2 separate regions of the Mus musculus genome follow, and region 2 is linked to region 1. A link is a contact called in public Hi-C data. All regions are on one chromosome and are shown on one strand. Each heading gives the region's core, a stretch centred on a gene start, on an enhancer-like site or on the middle of the called end of the contact. The rest is flanking DNA. Distances are from core to core; before and after follow the strand shown.

What was found. A called contact is a pair of places that touch in the nucleus more often than the background predicts.
Region 2: a contact with region 1 is called in a Hi-C map of peritoneal macrophages, with 3 times the contacts expected there. The contact joins two enhancer-like sites. A contact is called at or near these places in 1 of 15 datasets of contacts at CTCF or cohesin (CD8 T cells), 3 of 484 Hi-C or Micro-C datasets (bone marrow-derived macrophages, liver and peritoneal macrophages) and 2 of 115 datasets of contacts at active chromatin or transcription factors (CD8 T cells and microglia).

The regions. Positions count from the first base shown.
Region 1 is chr12:25,384,410-25,392,232 of GRCm38.p6, reverse strand. It overlaps Gm36723 (a long non-coding RNA gene), which reads right to left. Exons shown (of 12, transcript XR_001780577.2): 3 at 3,970-7,021; 4 at 3,117-3,292. Among named protein-coding and RNA genes, the nearest start is that of Gm36723, 32 kb to the right of the region's middle. Within about 2 kb of position 2,897, at least 72 of the 459 cell types and tissues checked have an H3K27ac peak or open chromatin away from gene starts, as enhancers often do. A contact at or near this core is called in bone marrow-derived macrophages and peritoneal macrophages, where this site is marked.
Region 2 is chr12:25,279,547-25,287,369 of GRCm38.p6, reverse strand. It overlaps the pseudogene Gm19340. Among named protein-coding and RNA genes, the nearest start is that of Gm46343, 20 kb to the left of the region's middle. Within about 2 kb of position 3,394, at least 22 of the 459 cell types and tissues checked have an H3K27ac peak or open chromatin away from gene starts, as enhancers often do. A contact at or near this core is called in bone marrow-derived macrophages and peritoneal macrophages, where this site is marked.

The DNA.
Region 1 (7,823 bases), core at 1,648-4,147:
TGTCTGCAAGCACAACAAGGTATTATTAGTATTGTCAGAGATTTGTGCTTGCCCATGGGCTGCATCTCAAGTTGGGCTGGTTATTGGTTGACTATTCCTTTAGTCTCTGATCCATCTTTGTGCCTGCCTTGCTTTTAGACCGGACAAATTTGGGGGTCGAAAGTTTTGTGAGTGGTCTGGTGTCCTTATTCCTCCACTTGGGGTCCTGTCTGGCTATAGGAGGTGGCCTCCTCTAGTTTCATGTCCCAACTGTTTGACATCTTGGATAAAGTCACCTGCCTGACTCCTGAAAGCCTCCTGCATCCCAGGTCTCTGGGGCTTCCTAGAGATTCCTCCATCCCCCCAGTTCTCAGCAGCTAAGAATTTCCATTCATTCTCCTGGTCCTCTCTCCTGTCTCTCTCCACACCTGATCCTCACCCCTCATTCCCCTCCCAGTCCCCTCTCCCATATAGTTCCCTTCCCCGCTCTGCCCCTATGAAAGTTTTATTCCCCCTTCTAAGTGAGATTCAAGCATCCTCACTTGGGCCATCCCTCTTGTTTTGGGTGTGGGGGTCTGTGGGGTGTGTCATGGGTATCCTGTACTTTATGACTAATATCTACTTATCAGTGAATATATATCATGCATTTCCTTTTGGGTCTGGGTGACTTCACTCCAGATATTTTCTAGTTCTACCCATTTACCTACAAAATTCACAATGTCCTTGTTTTTAATAGCTGAATATTATTCTATTATGTAAATGAACCACATTTTTGTATCTATTCTTTGGTTAAGGGACGTCTAGGTTGTTCAGTTTCTGGCTGTGATGAATAAAGCTACTATGAACATAGTAGAGCATGTGTCCTTGTAGTATGGTGGAGTATCTTTTGGGTCTGTACCCAGGAGCCATATAGCTGGATCTTCAGGCAGAACTATTACCAATTTTCAGAGAAACTGCCAGATTGATTTACAGAGTAGTTGTACAAGTTTGCAATCCCACCAGCAATGGAGAAATATTCCCCTTTCTCCACATCCTCGTCAGCATGTGCTGTGGCTTGAATTACTGATCTTAGCCATTCTGATTGGTGTAAGGTAGAGTCTCAGAATCATTTTTGATTTGCATTTCCCTGATGACTAAGGATGTTGAACATGAAGTCCTGAGTCTCTGTTTAGCTCTGTACCCCATTTTTTATTGGTTTACTTAAGTCTAAGTTCTTGTGTTAATAATGGAGAAAGTAAGAGAATTTATGTGAACCTGAAACAAGGCCAGAGAATTATTGTTTGGTACAGATCAATTCAAAAGACTCTGACCCTCATTTTTTTTTCCCAGAGACCTTCAATAGCATTGTTTTAATTACTTTCATTGGGACAAGATACTCTGCAAGAAGCGGCTTTGAGAAGGAACAGTTTATTTGGGCCTCTAGTCCATTATGGTAGGCGAAGCATGACATCAGGAGTGACAGGCTACTGGTCATGTTGCATTCACAACCAGGAAGCAGAAAGAGAACAGGATGCAGAGTGGGGCTATAAAAGTTCAAGGCCCACCCCCAGGAATCCTTCCTCCAGGGAGTCTCTATCTCCTTACCTAAAAGTTCCATAATCTCCCTGCATGGCACCACCAGCTGGAGATGAAGTGTTAAAACCCAGAAGCCTGTGGGGAACGCTTCACATTCAGATCACCACAACCACAGACCTGCCAGCTACCATTTCCCCTTGTGCTAGTCATACAGTGAGTTTACATCCTGTCCCATCATGCAGCAGATTTATATCCTGTCCCATCATGCAGTGGGTTTACATCCTGTCCCATCATGCAGCAGGTTTACATCCTTTCCCACCATGCAGCAGGTTTATATTCTGTCCCATTATGCAGTGGGTTTATATCGTGTCCCATCATGCTCTTCCCTCCATTTCCCACTTTCAGTGGGTTATCAAAACCACTTTCATAGTCTCTTCTCCAGATACAGACTCTGTGCAGAAAGTGACAATATGTATGTGGCTCTTCAGGACCACCAGAGAGATTTATCTCTAAGGAAATAAGAAAAGCGGGGTGTGATAGAAGTTGAGTGACACCCATTGAGGACATCTGTCAGTCTTCAAGTGCTCTCTAGAGTGAATGCTCTCAAATCGTTGCCTCGATCCAGGTGAAGGGCTGAGCTTTATACAACTGCTACAGCCAGACCCTAAGCCAGGAGAGCCAAGGCCATGCAAGAACTTCTGCAGAAGGTGACAGACAAAATACAAGCAGGAGCCAGGGATTTGAACTCTGAAAAGAGAGTTGGGGAAACTACTCTAGTACTCACTACAAAAGAGGGCTTTTTCTTCCACCCTCTCTACAGAGACTGCACAGTTCAAGAGCCTGAAAGCAAGAATTTCAGAGGGGTCAAGTGAGACAGAAAATCTCCTAGCTTCAGTTTCCCCAGAAGGCATACCCTCTCTGGGTTCCTGACATCTCTGTTTTGTTCCATATCCATACCCTCTGCCACTACCCTGCCCATGTCTCAAGGGCTATGCTGGATTCTCACGTAGTCCTACACACAGTGCCTAGCCCGGGAGTATCCAATGAGTACTGAACAACTAAATAAAATCATTGGGTAAGTCATCCATTATGGTCATTTACACGGTCAGCTTGACCTCTGAGGCCAGCTGTCAACATCAGGCAGAGGCAAAATCCTCGAGGAAAACCTGACTCTTTTAAAGTAGAGAACCCTCTGTGCTTGAACCGCCCCAAGTGGCTCAGCAGAGTCCCAGTGAGCCAGCACCCAAGGGACCCACCCAAAGGTTGCTACATCTGACCTATCCAGAAACCAACTGGAACCCTGCTTCTGTGGCAAGTGACAGGAAACTAAGAAGACACACAGGCCTTGTCGAGGTTGGCAGGGAGGGTCCTGTTGAGTCCAGACCTCAGGTTTCTGTTCCTCCCTGCCCGAAGTCTCCCCTGTGAGTCAGGACTCACAGCAAATGCAAGAGGCAGATTATACACAGGGGCTGCTCTGCAAGGAAGCCAGGATCACATCTGTTCCCCTTTCTCCCCTGGCCCACGGTGAGGAAAGTACTGTTTCCTTCCTCTCGAGCCACTGGATCTTCCAGTGAGGAGCCAGGCCTGGCAAGGCAGGAGGACCCAGGGGATTAGTCACCTACCTGATCAGGTCACTGTGGTTGAAGCAATATATGAATTATAACCTCGTGTTGTCACATCCAAAAGGAAGCTGGCCTTTTCAGGAGCTTTGCCAGGAGCTCCTGGCCATGCCCAGGCTGTTTGTGTCCCCATGTCCACCTGAGCATGTCCACCTCACTGTGCCTCTCCAAGCCTGTGACTGAAAAGGATGGTGAAAGGCAGTGAGGGCTCAGAACTCTGCGCCACAAAGCTCAAACTAATGAACGAACTATGCACCAAGAAGATGGGAAGAGTAAAAAGGAGACTCGTATTTTAATTAAAATGAAATGCAAATTGTTATAAAGAATAATCATCAGGCTATTTAAAAAGCAATTTATAGGTTGCTATCAAAAGCCTCTAGCCCAAGGGACTTCATGCCCTACTAACAGGCTAGAAGAGGTCAGATGAAAAGAAATATTGATGTAGGGATGAACATGTCAGACAGAGACCTGCCCTAGAAGGCGTGTGCACACACACACACACACACACACACACACAAACACAAACACACATATACTAAATACCACACATATAACCACACACATACATATCTCATACATAAGCACACACACACACAAACATACATACCATACACATACAGATATACATATACATACACAAGGCTCAGAGTCCAGGAACACAGATCCACTGTGGCAAACCTGAGCATGACTAAAGGGCAAAGATCTTATTTCATGTTCCATGAGACAAGCAAACTCAGATAGGTTAGGATATGCATTTGGGAAAAGCAAAGACAGGCAGACAGACACAAGGACAAGTGGTTTTGTACATCAAAATCTTTACAGACCCTCACTTTGGAGCCCTGACTTGTTTACTTACTAATCGTGTCATTTAGATGAGGTTCTTCAACCCCTCAGAACCTCTGTCTGCATCTGCAGTGTCCTTGACAGAAGACCTTCCTGCCTCATGGCTTTGGGGAGAAGGCAAAAAGAAGTCATCCTCACACCCCAGGCTTGCTTCAGTGGCTTAGTCAGTTGCTCCAATTTCCTACATAATGAAGCTCGTGTTTAGCTGCGTCTGCCCTCCAGCGCTCCTCCTTCAGTGTCACCAGGCAGTCCCACATTCCTAAACCACAAAGCACAAGGGACATACCCTGCCTGGAGGCCAGGACCTAAGGTTCTGGCCTCTGGCCTGCCACAGAGTCACATTATGACGACTTTAAATGTCACTTGGAGGAGGGAGATGGGGCTGAATAGCACTGTTATATCTCCAGATCAAACCAGGCCACTTAATGAGCCTCCAGGTAGAGGACAGCCTAGAGTTGCTTTTCCTCTGCTGAGCTGCAGTCCTGGTGAGTTCACGCTGTGTCTGACTTTTAACAGAGCTTATATTTCACAGCTGAGAGTGAGGCTCAGTCAACATCATTGATACATGAAAAACGTTCATCTTCTTCAAGAGTTCTAGGAAGCCAAGCCACCAAACCAAAGTTCTGGAGGCCTTTCCTCTCTGCCTTGGGCCTCTGTTCTTTGTTTTGGGATCTATTAACCAGAATCAACTCATACAAAGGGGCTGTAGTAAATTATTATTAAAAATGCCAGCCCGGGGTATCTTTCCTACCTTACACATTTATGTTCCCTTATATTTTTAAATAGCCTTAGGCAGTACAATAGTTGGGCAGCTGCCTACCCTTGATGTTGTTAAAAATCTGCTTTCCTATCAATAATCCCAAGTTATTGCTTACTATTTACTATGTTCCATCTGGGCTGTACTTGACTCCAATTGGGTAGCCCTCTTAGGCCATGTTCTCATGGCCCCTAGCCCATGGCAGCTCTCCTTCTCCCTCTTGTGTGTTCTTCTTTTTCCATCCTCATGGTCCTCTCTCCAAGCCCTTGAAACTTCAACCCCACCTATGTGTCTGCTGCACAGCTATTAGCTGTTGGCATCTTTATTTACCAATCACAATTAACTGGGGTGGGGGGAAAGGGTCGGGTCACTCATTCCATGCAAAGTGTGGACTCTCTCATCTATGGGCACCAGTCTTGGGAATCCCAAATTAGCATTAGACTATAAGCAGCACTAGGTTTATATCACTATAAGAGGCCCCAAGTGTGGAGATTCCGTGGCTGAGAGGAACTACACTGGGCATTCCCATGAGCCAGGATTTAATAGAGTGAAGGACATTTTCTGGATGGTCCTATCATAGAAAATGAGAATAAACTTCAGAGAAAATGACTCAGAAAGGCCAAATGAACAACATCCAGTTAAAGCCATCTTCACACCATTCCCACTGTATAGACACATCCCCCAGAACTCCATCTGCAGTGAGATGAGGAACAATGGAGGGTGTCTCTGTTCACGGGCAGTATGAAAATTCAAATCTTTGCCACATGTGGTTCCTTTTTTTTTTTTTTAATTCTTCCCTTAGAATGTCCAGGACCTGCTACACACCAAGTGGGGAAGGATAGAGTAAGGCCAAGTTCCACAATCCACATCTTCCCTCGAGGTGTCCAGACCCTGGTGCACACAGGACAGAAAGAATGAAGCAAAGTCTAGAATGGGCAGGTCAGCAGGATTCCAGTTTGGCAGTGAATGGGGAAGGGGGGGTAGTCTCTGAAGATTTCATTGTTACAGATTTTAGATATTCACGCTCTTAAAAAATGGCTCTCTTAGGCAATTGTCATCAAAACAGCTTGTGCACATATACTTCATTGTGATGAATCAAGGGCTATGTGTGTGTGTGTGTGTATGTGTGTGTGTGTGTGTCCTGGAGAGTGGGGATGGGTTTTTCTTAGGGTAAAAGTTTCATTGGTTGAGGTTTAAGGTTCTAGGGATACTTCATTTGCATGGAGAGGTGTTCCAGGAGGTTGAACCTGTAATTTCATCAAGGATTACGTGACATTCCTCAGAAGAGTGGAGTTGGGCTTCCCAAATCAGGCAGAGAAGAGGAAGCCCTGTTAAGAAAAGGGCGTCCTCCATTTTGCATGGAGCTATCCAGAGGTGGTAGACTACAGCCTTAGTAGTGAGGTGCAATGCCACAAGCTGCCCATGTCTTTTGCTGTTTCATTTGCTTGAATTGGGGGAAATGATGTCACCTCTCCTCACTTTAGTTTCTTCATCCACGAAATGAGTCTCAGTGAAGAAACATCTCAGGTTTGGGCCAGTTTTGAAGTCCTGAGAAATTTTCACTGACCACTCATGTTTTCAGAAATTATCCAAAAAGTTCATAAGCATAGATGAGTGTGTGCCCAGCATGTGAAAGAGGACTCAGCCATGCCCTGGAGCCTGGCTTAGAGAGAAGATGGGCTCAACCCTTTTCAGCTCTAGAACACTCTAAAGATGGGGTCTTTGGAAGAGAAACAAAAAGAAGAGATCAGCAACTGGGGGTGCAGTGGAAATGGAAAACCTCCATGTGGGAATAAACCTGATCCTAAGCTTGTGAAGACCGGGCCACAGTTCCATCTCAGCCTCAGAAATAGAGATGATGATCAAGAAGATTTCTGGCTATGATCAGCTCCTCGTTCTGCTGGGGAGGCCAGGTGGGAACACAGAGCCAGGTTCCAAAGGTTCAGGTACCATGAGACTGTCCAAGCCAGTGGATAATGAGTTCAATGTTCTTCCTGGTGTTCTATGTATATTTCTGAACAGGAAGGAAGCTGGGTCTAGACTAAATTCAATTTTTATATGACTATAAAGGACTGCCAGGCAAACTCCAGTTTCATCAGCCTGTATCAGAAGCCACCAAGGTACCAGGTCACAGTCGGCTAGCTCCCTGTTCAGTCCCATTTACTGAAGTCACAAGCAAATGAACTCAGACTCAGAGTGTTCAGTGACTCATGTCAGAATGTAGATTTTCAATTTACACTTATGTGTAATCTAACTCCAGAAGAGTCCATAGGGCAAACTTCTCTGTGTTGAATGCTATTTGGGCATCCTAAAAGAAAAATTACAAGATGGAAGTGAGTCAGTAAGCACACCTACTCAAAATTTAAACATGGTCCACTCTAAGAAAATGGAATAGAAAGAGGGGGACACTAAAAACTTTCTGAGGCATACAATTTTTAAAGTTATATATTGATCAAGAATTATCCATAAGCTGGTCACCTATCTCTCAGACTGTGGTTGTATAAATATTACCTTCTCAGCCACATTATGGTGTTGTCAGCTGTCTGTACTATGGGTGCCTATGTATCCCTATCAGGGTAGTCATGAAGCCATGAACACCAAGTGTCAGGTTAACGTGGAGCCTTCTCCATCAGACCCCTGTGCGCTTGCTCTGCCAGGCTCTTCAGGTCCTACTGGAATAGCCCCACATAGATGATACACGTGTGTGGACAATCACAACTGTTAAATTCCACTAACAGCTGCTGCTCAGAGGTTCCTGGACACTGTAGTAACAAGAACATTAGCTGAAAAACGGGTCAGTGAGCTCCAGCTGTGCCAGTCTTGGGTTGCTTTACCTCTGAGTCTTCTTTTGACTTTGCCTCCTGGGTTTCTTTCCCTACAATGCTGAGTATGGACCAAGTGTAAGAGCCTCACTTAGCCTCATGCCAGACTTCAGAAGAGACTCCTCACACAGGGAATGAAGCAATGGACAAGTCTTCAGGTTTCCCTAAGAGGGATCTGAAGTCTGTGCAGGAGACTATACACATGCTAATTTCTCTTTCAAATGTCTAAGGACTACACTGGGAACTTGTACTTAGGCCTACTTTGTTCCAAAAGACTATTGGTACTAA
Region 2 (7,823 bases), core at 2,145-4,644, 110 kb after region 1:
CTCTTAGGAATGCTTTCATTGTGTCCCATAAGTTTGGGTGTGTTGTGGCTTCATTTTAATTAAACTCCAAAACGTCCTTAATTTCTTTCTTTATTCCTTCCTTGACCAAGTTATCATTGAAAAGAGTGTTGTTCAGTTTCCACGTGAATGTTGGCTTTCTATTAGTTATTTTGTTATTGAAGATCAGCCTTAGTCAATGGTGATCTGATAGGATGCATGGGACAATTTCAATATTTTTGTATATGTTGAGGCTTGTTTTGTGACCAATTATGTGGTCAATTTTGAAGAATGTACCATGGGGTGCTGAGAAGAAGGTATATCCTTTTGTTATAGGATAAAATGTTCTGTACATATCTGTTAAGTCCATTTGTTTCATCACTTCTGTTAGTTTCACTGTGTCCCTGTTTAGTTTCTGTTTCCATGATCTGTCCATTGGTGAAAGCGGTGTGTTGAAGTCTCCCACTATTATTGTGTGAGGTGCAATGTGTGCTTTGAGCTTTACTAAAGTTTATTTAATGAATGTGGCTGCCCTTGAATTTGGAGCATATATATTCAGAATTGAGAGTTCCTCTTGGAGGATTTTACCTTTGGTGAGTATGAAGTGCCCCTCCTTGTCTTTTTTGATTATTTTGAGTTGGAAGTCCATTTTGTTAAATATTAGAATGGCTACTCCAGCTTGTTTCTTCATACCATTTGCTTGGAAAATTGTTTTCCAGCCTTTCATTCTGAGGTAGTGTTTATCTTTTTCTCTGAGATGAGTTTCCTGTAAGCAGCAAAATGTTGGGTGTTGTTTGTGTAGCCAGTTTGTTAGTCTATGTCTTTTTATTGGGGAGTTGAGTCCATTGATATTAAGAGATATTAAGGAAAAGTAATTGTTGCTTCCTGTTATTTTTGTTGTTAAAGTTAGCATTCTGTTCTTGTGGATGTCTTCTTTTAGGTTTGTTGAGGGATCACCTTCTTGTTTTTTCTAGGACGTGGTTCCCGTCCTTGTATTGGTTTTTTTTCTGTTATTATCCTTTGAAGGGCTGGATTCGTGGAGAGATAATGGGTGAATTTGGTTTTGTTGTGGAATACTTTGGTTTCTCCATCTATGGTAATTGAGAGTTTGGCTGGGTATAGTAGCCTGGGCTGGAATTTGTGTTCTCTTAGTGTCTGTATAACATCTGTCACAGGCTCTTCTGGCTTTCATAGTCTCTGGTGAAAAATCTGGTGTAATTCTGATAGGCTTGCCTTTATATGTTACTTGACCTTTTTCCCTTACTGCTTTTAGTATTCTATCTTTATTTAGTGCATTTGTTGTTCTGATTATTATGTGTCGGGAGGAATTTCTTTTCTGGTCCAGTCTATTTGGAGTTCTGTAGGCTTCTTGTATGTTCATGGGCATCTCTTTCTTTAGATTTGGGAAGTTTTCTTCAATAATTTTGTTGAAGATGTTTGCTGGTCCTTTGAGTTGAAAATCTTCATTCTCATCCACTCCTATCATCCGTAGGTTTGGTCTTCTCATTGTGTCCTGGATTTCCTGGATGTTTTGAGTTAGGATCTTTTTGCATTTTCCATTTTCTTTGATTGTTGTGCCGATGTTCTCTATGGAATCTTCTGCACCTGAGATTCTCTCTTCCATCTCTTGTATTCTGTTTCTGATGCTCACATCTATGGTTCCAGATTTCTTTCCTAGGGTTTCTATCTCCAGCATTGCCTCACTTTGGGTTTTCTTTATTGTGTCTACTTCCCTTTTTAGGTCTTGGATGGTTTTATTCAATTCCATCACCTGATTGGTTGTGTTTTCCTGTAGTTCTTTAAGGGATTTTTGTGTTTCCTCTTTAATGTCTTCTACCTGCTTGGTTATGTTTTCCTGCAATTCTTTAAGGGATTTTTGTGTTTCCTCTTTAATGTCTTCTACTTGTTTAGCAGTGTTCTCCTGTATTTCTTTAAGTGAGTTATTTAAGTCCTTCTTGATGTCCTCTACCATCATCATGAGATATGCTTTTAAATCCAGGTCTAGCTTTTCAGGCGTGTTGGGGTGCCCTGGACTGGGCGAAGTGGGAGTGCTGGGTTCTGATGATGGTGAGTGGTCCTGGTTTCTGTTAGTAAGATTCTTAAGTTTACCTTTCGCCATCTAGTAATCTCACCTGTGCAGACTGCCCTCCGAGGAGTCCCAGAACCAAGCTGGCTCCCGCGGAACCTGAGGCAGAAGCCTCTTGGGCCAGGCAGACACCTGTGCTCTGACCAGGAAGGTGGCCGGTTGTCTGGAGCTGCAAGCACTTCTTAAAAAAAAAAAAAAAAAAAAAAAGGTTGATGCTGGTTAAAATTAGCATTTTATAACCTCAATAGTCACTAAGGGGTTATTCTCGGCTATGACCTTGACTGTGCTCGATATTTACCTATGTGAGAAAACTCTCTTCATGTTTTCTTGTCAAGTTCTACAGTGTTCTGTTTAGGTCTAGCATGAAATCCCGGATAGTTGTTGTGTGTGATCTGAGTTTCATTGTAATAGTATTTTCCAAAAAGAAGATGTTGGTGAATGATCAGAAATTTTTGTTTGGTCGGTTGGGTTTTGTTTTGTTTTTATTTACTTGTTTTGCAACATGGGCTAGCCTTTAATTCATTTTTCAAATTCACTTGCCTCTGCCTCTCGACTGATGGGATTAAAAGCATGTGCCACCATGCCCTGCAAGTCAGAACTTCTGTGCTGGCCTCCTAAGCATTTCTTTTGCTGTCCCTCCTATTTACCTATGAAACCCTGTCCTCTGGGTTTCATTCACCTGTCCAGCCTTACTACACCACTCTGTCAAAAAGCATTCTTGTTTTGTGAACTTAAGGTTGAAGCTGTGGTGTGGAGCCTTTCCCATCCTCCTCTATCATCTCGCTAGCTCTCCTCCCCTTTGTCTTTGTAAATAACACTTCAGTGTTGGTTTAGGGACTCCATATTCAAAAAAAAAAAAAAACCAAAAAAAAAAACCTTGGATTTAGATTGCATTTGCCGAGGGGATTATTTGGAAAGAGCACTAGCTTCACAAAGTCACTATTTCAATCCCCAAATGGTATCTCTCCCTCCATTCCCGAAGCCTTAACCTTCTTCCACATAGAAGCTTCCTATTACTTTTATGAAATTATAAGCCACATATTGCCTTTTAGGTCTTCTGCTAGTTTCTACCATGCATGATAGTAGTTTCAAGATAAATACTGATTGTGTGTGTGTGTTTTTTTTTCCAAAAGCAAAGAAACTAGGGCTAGTGCCTGTGAAAGAAGGATGAGAGTGTAGATAGTTAGGCCTTCCAGGTGGAGATAACAGAAAGTCACATGCCAAACACTGAAGGGTTTCTTTTGGCCTGAGTGGCTCGGGTGTGGACATTTGATAGCAGATGATGCAATCAGATGACTGAGAAGAGGTCAAACTGGGACTCTCGTGAAATACACAGTCAAGATCAACATGATGGCCCGGAGACTTCCTCTCCCCATACTTCTGCTTAACCACAGTGGCTTCCAATGGCATTCCTCATAAAGCTCTCCTGATTCAAGTGGCTAGATGTAGAGGCAGCCATGTCTTCCAGCAGGCCTGGTTCCTCAGGAAGGTAAAGAGGAAGAAAGGAACAAGTGCTTGTGATTTATCCACGGAAGTACACTTTTGGATCTTATGGAACACAGTGTGGTTTAAAAGCCAGCAACACAACCACATCGGATAGACAAAGACCTTCTAGACTCCGTAAGACAGAAGAAAATGGGAAGAAAACAAAAGTCAGGAGAGGGTCAAGTAGGAGAACCTCAAGGACCACCATGGAAGGTGTCCCAGCAAGCAAAGGACTAGGCATGTAACTCCCAGGTGGATGAGTCCTTAAACAGCCTAAAGGAACTGCTGACATGAAGATAAAAGGCTCCCAAAATGGGGCTAACCTTTGAGCATTCTAAATTCCCAAAGACCCAGAAGCATTAAAGAAGACAGAGCAACACATAATCAATCCATGGCCCAAAGATATGGAAAGCAGGTAAAAGAGAAATACCCAGAGACAGCTGCACCAAAGCCCATCCATCCACCCATCCACACACAGCAAACAAGGTAGACAACTTTCCAAATGCCACCTGTAAGAGCTGGTGTTCATCAGAGCACAGAGATACTACAGTAGATACAGCCAGTGTTGCCCTTCCTGCAAATACAACAAAGAGGGTCCCTGCCCACAGCCCTGCTTTAGTGCCCAATATCCACCAGAATAAAAGCATTAATTGTAATAATGACCATAAGCTCTTCATCACTCTTGATTGACAGTCAACACCAACAGTGTGAGCCATTTTCAGTAGGCAAAATAATTCTTCACCCCACAAAACACATCTACATCTAATTCCTAGCCCCTATGGGTGTCACCTTTTTTTTAAGCATCACAGAACATTTAATTACACATTTAATTCACATCAACCACCAAACATTGTGATCATCTTGGCTATTTTTTCTGGTTGGCAGGAGGCTCTTCCTCCAATGGCTTCCATGGCTTCCTCTGCAACATTTTTCTTGCTAGACTTAGCTCATTTTCAGTCTGAAGAATCACCTCTTCTATTTCACCACCCTGAAGCACATCTTCTAATTTTTTAACATCTGGTTCTGCTTTAACCATATCCAGTTTCTCATTGGTGATCTGTTCCATGTGTTTTCTATAGACTGCGTGTTTAGGGAAGTGCTTCAGAAGATGAAGAACCTGTGCATACAATATTGTTAGCCTCTCATGTGGAGAGTCACACACAGCCAATCCCACCAGGCCAGTAGTCTTCTTCAGCAAACTCACCATAACAGTCTCCAGTCACCTTCTATGGGATTTGTCAGGTGTGACTAATGCCTGACACAGGCATTTATTCAGGGTTATCAGTAGAGGCCCTAAATGCTCTCTCAGGTGACCATTTGAAAGAAGGGTGCAGGGCAGAAGGTGGGAGGGGAGATTTGGCAGATGAGGCTCGAGAGAAATAATGTGGCTATGGAGGAAGAGCCTGGAGCAATCCAACCACAAGTCAAGGAATGACAGCTGCTACCCAAAGGTGGAGGAGTCTGGGAAGGAGTCCCACCAAGAGCCTCCTGAGAACATGCAGCTCTTGATCCTGACTGGTAACTGGCACTTGTCACAGACTTTAGATATTTAGAACTAAGACAAAGTAACCAACCAATTGAGGATTTTAGCTACCAAGGTGGATAATTTATTAAGACAGCAGTAGAAACTTCAATCGTCTTCCTCTCTTCTTCTTCTTCTTCTTCTTCTTCTTCTTCTTCTTCTTCTTCTTCTTCTTCTTCTTCTTCTTCTTCTTCTCTTCTTTCTCCTCCTCTCCTCCTCCTCTTCCTCCTCCTCTCCTCTTCCTCCTCCTCTCCTCTTCCTCTTCCTCCTTCTCCCTCTTCTTAAAGACAGGGAGGGCCTCATGTAGCCTTAAACTTATTAGATAGAGGAAGATGATCATGAACTTTATATCCTCCTGCCTCCACCTCCCAGTTATTGCAATTATGATCATGTACTACCATCCCCAGTTTTGTGGTTGGCTCTAGGACAGTGGTTCTCAACCTGTAGGTTGTGACCCCATTTGAGTCAAATGACTTTTTCATGGAGGTTACCCAAGACTATCAGAGAATGCTGATATTTACACTATGATTCACAACAGTAGCAAAACTACACTTATGAAGTAGCAATGAAACTAATTTTATGATTGAGGGAAGTCACCACAGCATGAGGAAGTGTGTTAAAGAGTCACAGCATCAGGAACATTGATGCTCTAGGACTTCCTGTGTGTTAGGGAAGTATTCTGCCATGGCAGCCCTTAACAATTTATCTTTAAGTGTTTATTCTCATGACCAACAACATCCAGCCTCTGTCACCATTGGGATGAAGTCACTGACACCGAAGCAGACTGATTCCTCAGGAAGAAAAGGCTGTAGTCCTTATAGGGAAGTTAATTAAGTTGCCCTACTGGATGAAAGTCCCATCAGGTCTCAGTTGCTAGGTTACATACACCTCTTTTTACTCATTCTCTCTGTTAATTGGCTGTTCTTTTGGTTGGGGGGGTGTTTTGTTTTGTTTTGTTTTTGTTTATGAATTTGAGTTTGCAACAGAGCCCCAAATGTACAACCCACATCAAACACTGGGATGTGAGGCTCCCATCTTGTCATGGGTCAAACACCCTGGGGAGGAGCCTTGGTCCTGGCTCGGGTCATTACTTTGCCAAGGATGATAATCAAGCTTGTCTGCTTTCTAGAGTTGGGAAAACTTAATTAAAGGAATGTACTCCAAAGCAAATCTTCAAGAAACACAGGAAAGAAAAGCTGCCTCAGACATTGCTGGATCATTTTGAGCTATGTGGCCAGACATCTACTCCCAAGGGAGGCCCTTTGGACAACACTTCTCTTGTCTGTTATTTTCATTTTTAAAATCTGTCCCTAAAGGACTGTTTACAAACATCAATCCTGACCTTTCAAAGCCTAAAGGGACCCCAGGCCTGCACTGTGGTGTCCAGGCACAGCACCAAGGTTGAACAGAAAGCAAAGGATGAGATGAACCACAATGGTGAGGCCCGAATGAGTGGAAACAGGAATTCTGCTTCCAGTGAGCACTTTAAAAGAAGGGGGCAGCCAGACTTGCATGTAGGCTGCCTAATTAACTGTGGCAGCACCACTGTTCCGTGACAAAGGAACAGGAATGGGGATGTGGAAATTAAACATTGTGAGTGTGAAAGTTTCAGGCAAACAAAAGATTAATTACTATATGCATTGACTTTTGCATAGAAACAGCTCCTCTGCCTGTTTCTCTGTGATTTCCTGCAGAAAGGATAAAGCTAAAAGTATGAGTTTTCCATAATGAAGCGTCTTTTTAATGTAAAGAAACATATGCAGTTGGTAACATTTCATACCCACAATGCCTCGGCAGGCAACATGCTGGAAATCACTGAGACACAGGAACATGTATCCAAATCTAAATTCACATTTGGTTCATTTACACTCTACTTGTTCAACAACACACTCTAAAATACTAACTAGTATTCTTAAAATTAATGTAAATATGCAATGCCTTACATAACATAAGGACATCTCAATGAACATTAGACTATCTGTGACCTCATTGGGCAATGGCTCTCAACCTTCCTAATGCTGTGACCTTTTAATACAGTTCATGTTGTGGTGACTGCAACCATAATTTAATTTCATAGCTACTTCTTAGCTATAATTTTGCTAGTTATGAATCCTAATGTAGTTGTCTGTGTTTTCAGATGGTTGTAGGCTACCCCTGTGAAAAGATCAGTCTGCCCCCAAGGAGATGGAGACCCACAGATTGAGAACTGCTGCCATAGGGTCTTAGTTTATGAAAGTACACACTGTGATGCTCTCAAAGCAACAAAGTTGTCTACAGACACACATCTCAGAGCAAGCATCCAGAGACCTTGAAGCCTGATGGTCTTTCACATGTGCAGGGAGACCCCCGAAGAAGCCTGGAGGTACAGAGAGGCATGTGACAGGGCACACATGGAAATCTCAGCTTCTGGCAGACAACCCCACACTGAAGAGACAAAATGCCCCCTTCCTGTTCTGTGCTCCCTAAATTAAAGCCTGCCATGGGGAATCAATAAATACGGAAGAAAGGGAGAGAAAGGGGAAAAGGGAAAGTGAGGAAAGAAGGAAGGGAGAAAATAAAGGAGAAGAGGGGTTTGGAAAGAGAAAAGGGCCGGGTGTGGTGGCACATGCCTTTAATCCCAGAACTTTGGAGGCAGAGGCAGGCGGATTTCTGAATTCGAGGCCAGCCTGATCTACAAAGTGAGTTTCAGGACAGCCAAGGATACACAGAGAAACCCTGTCTCGAAAAACCAAA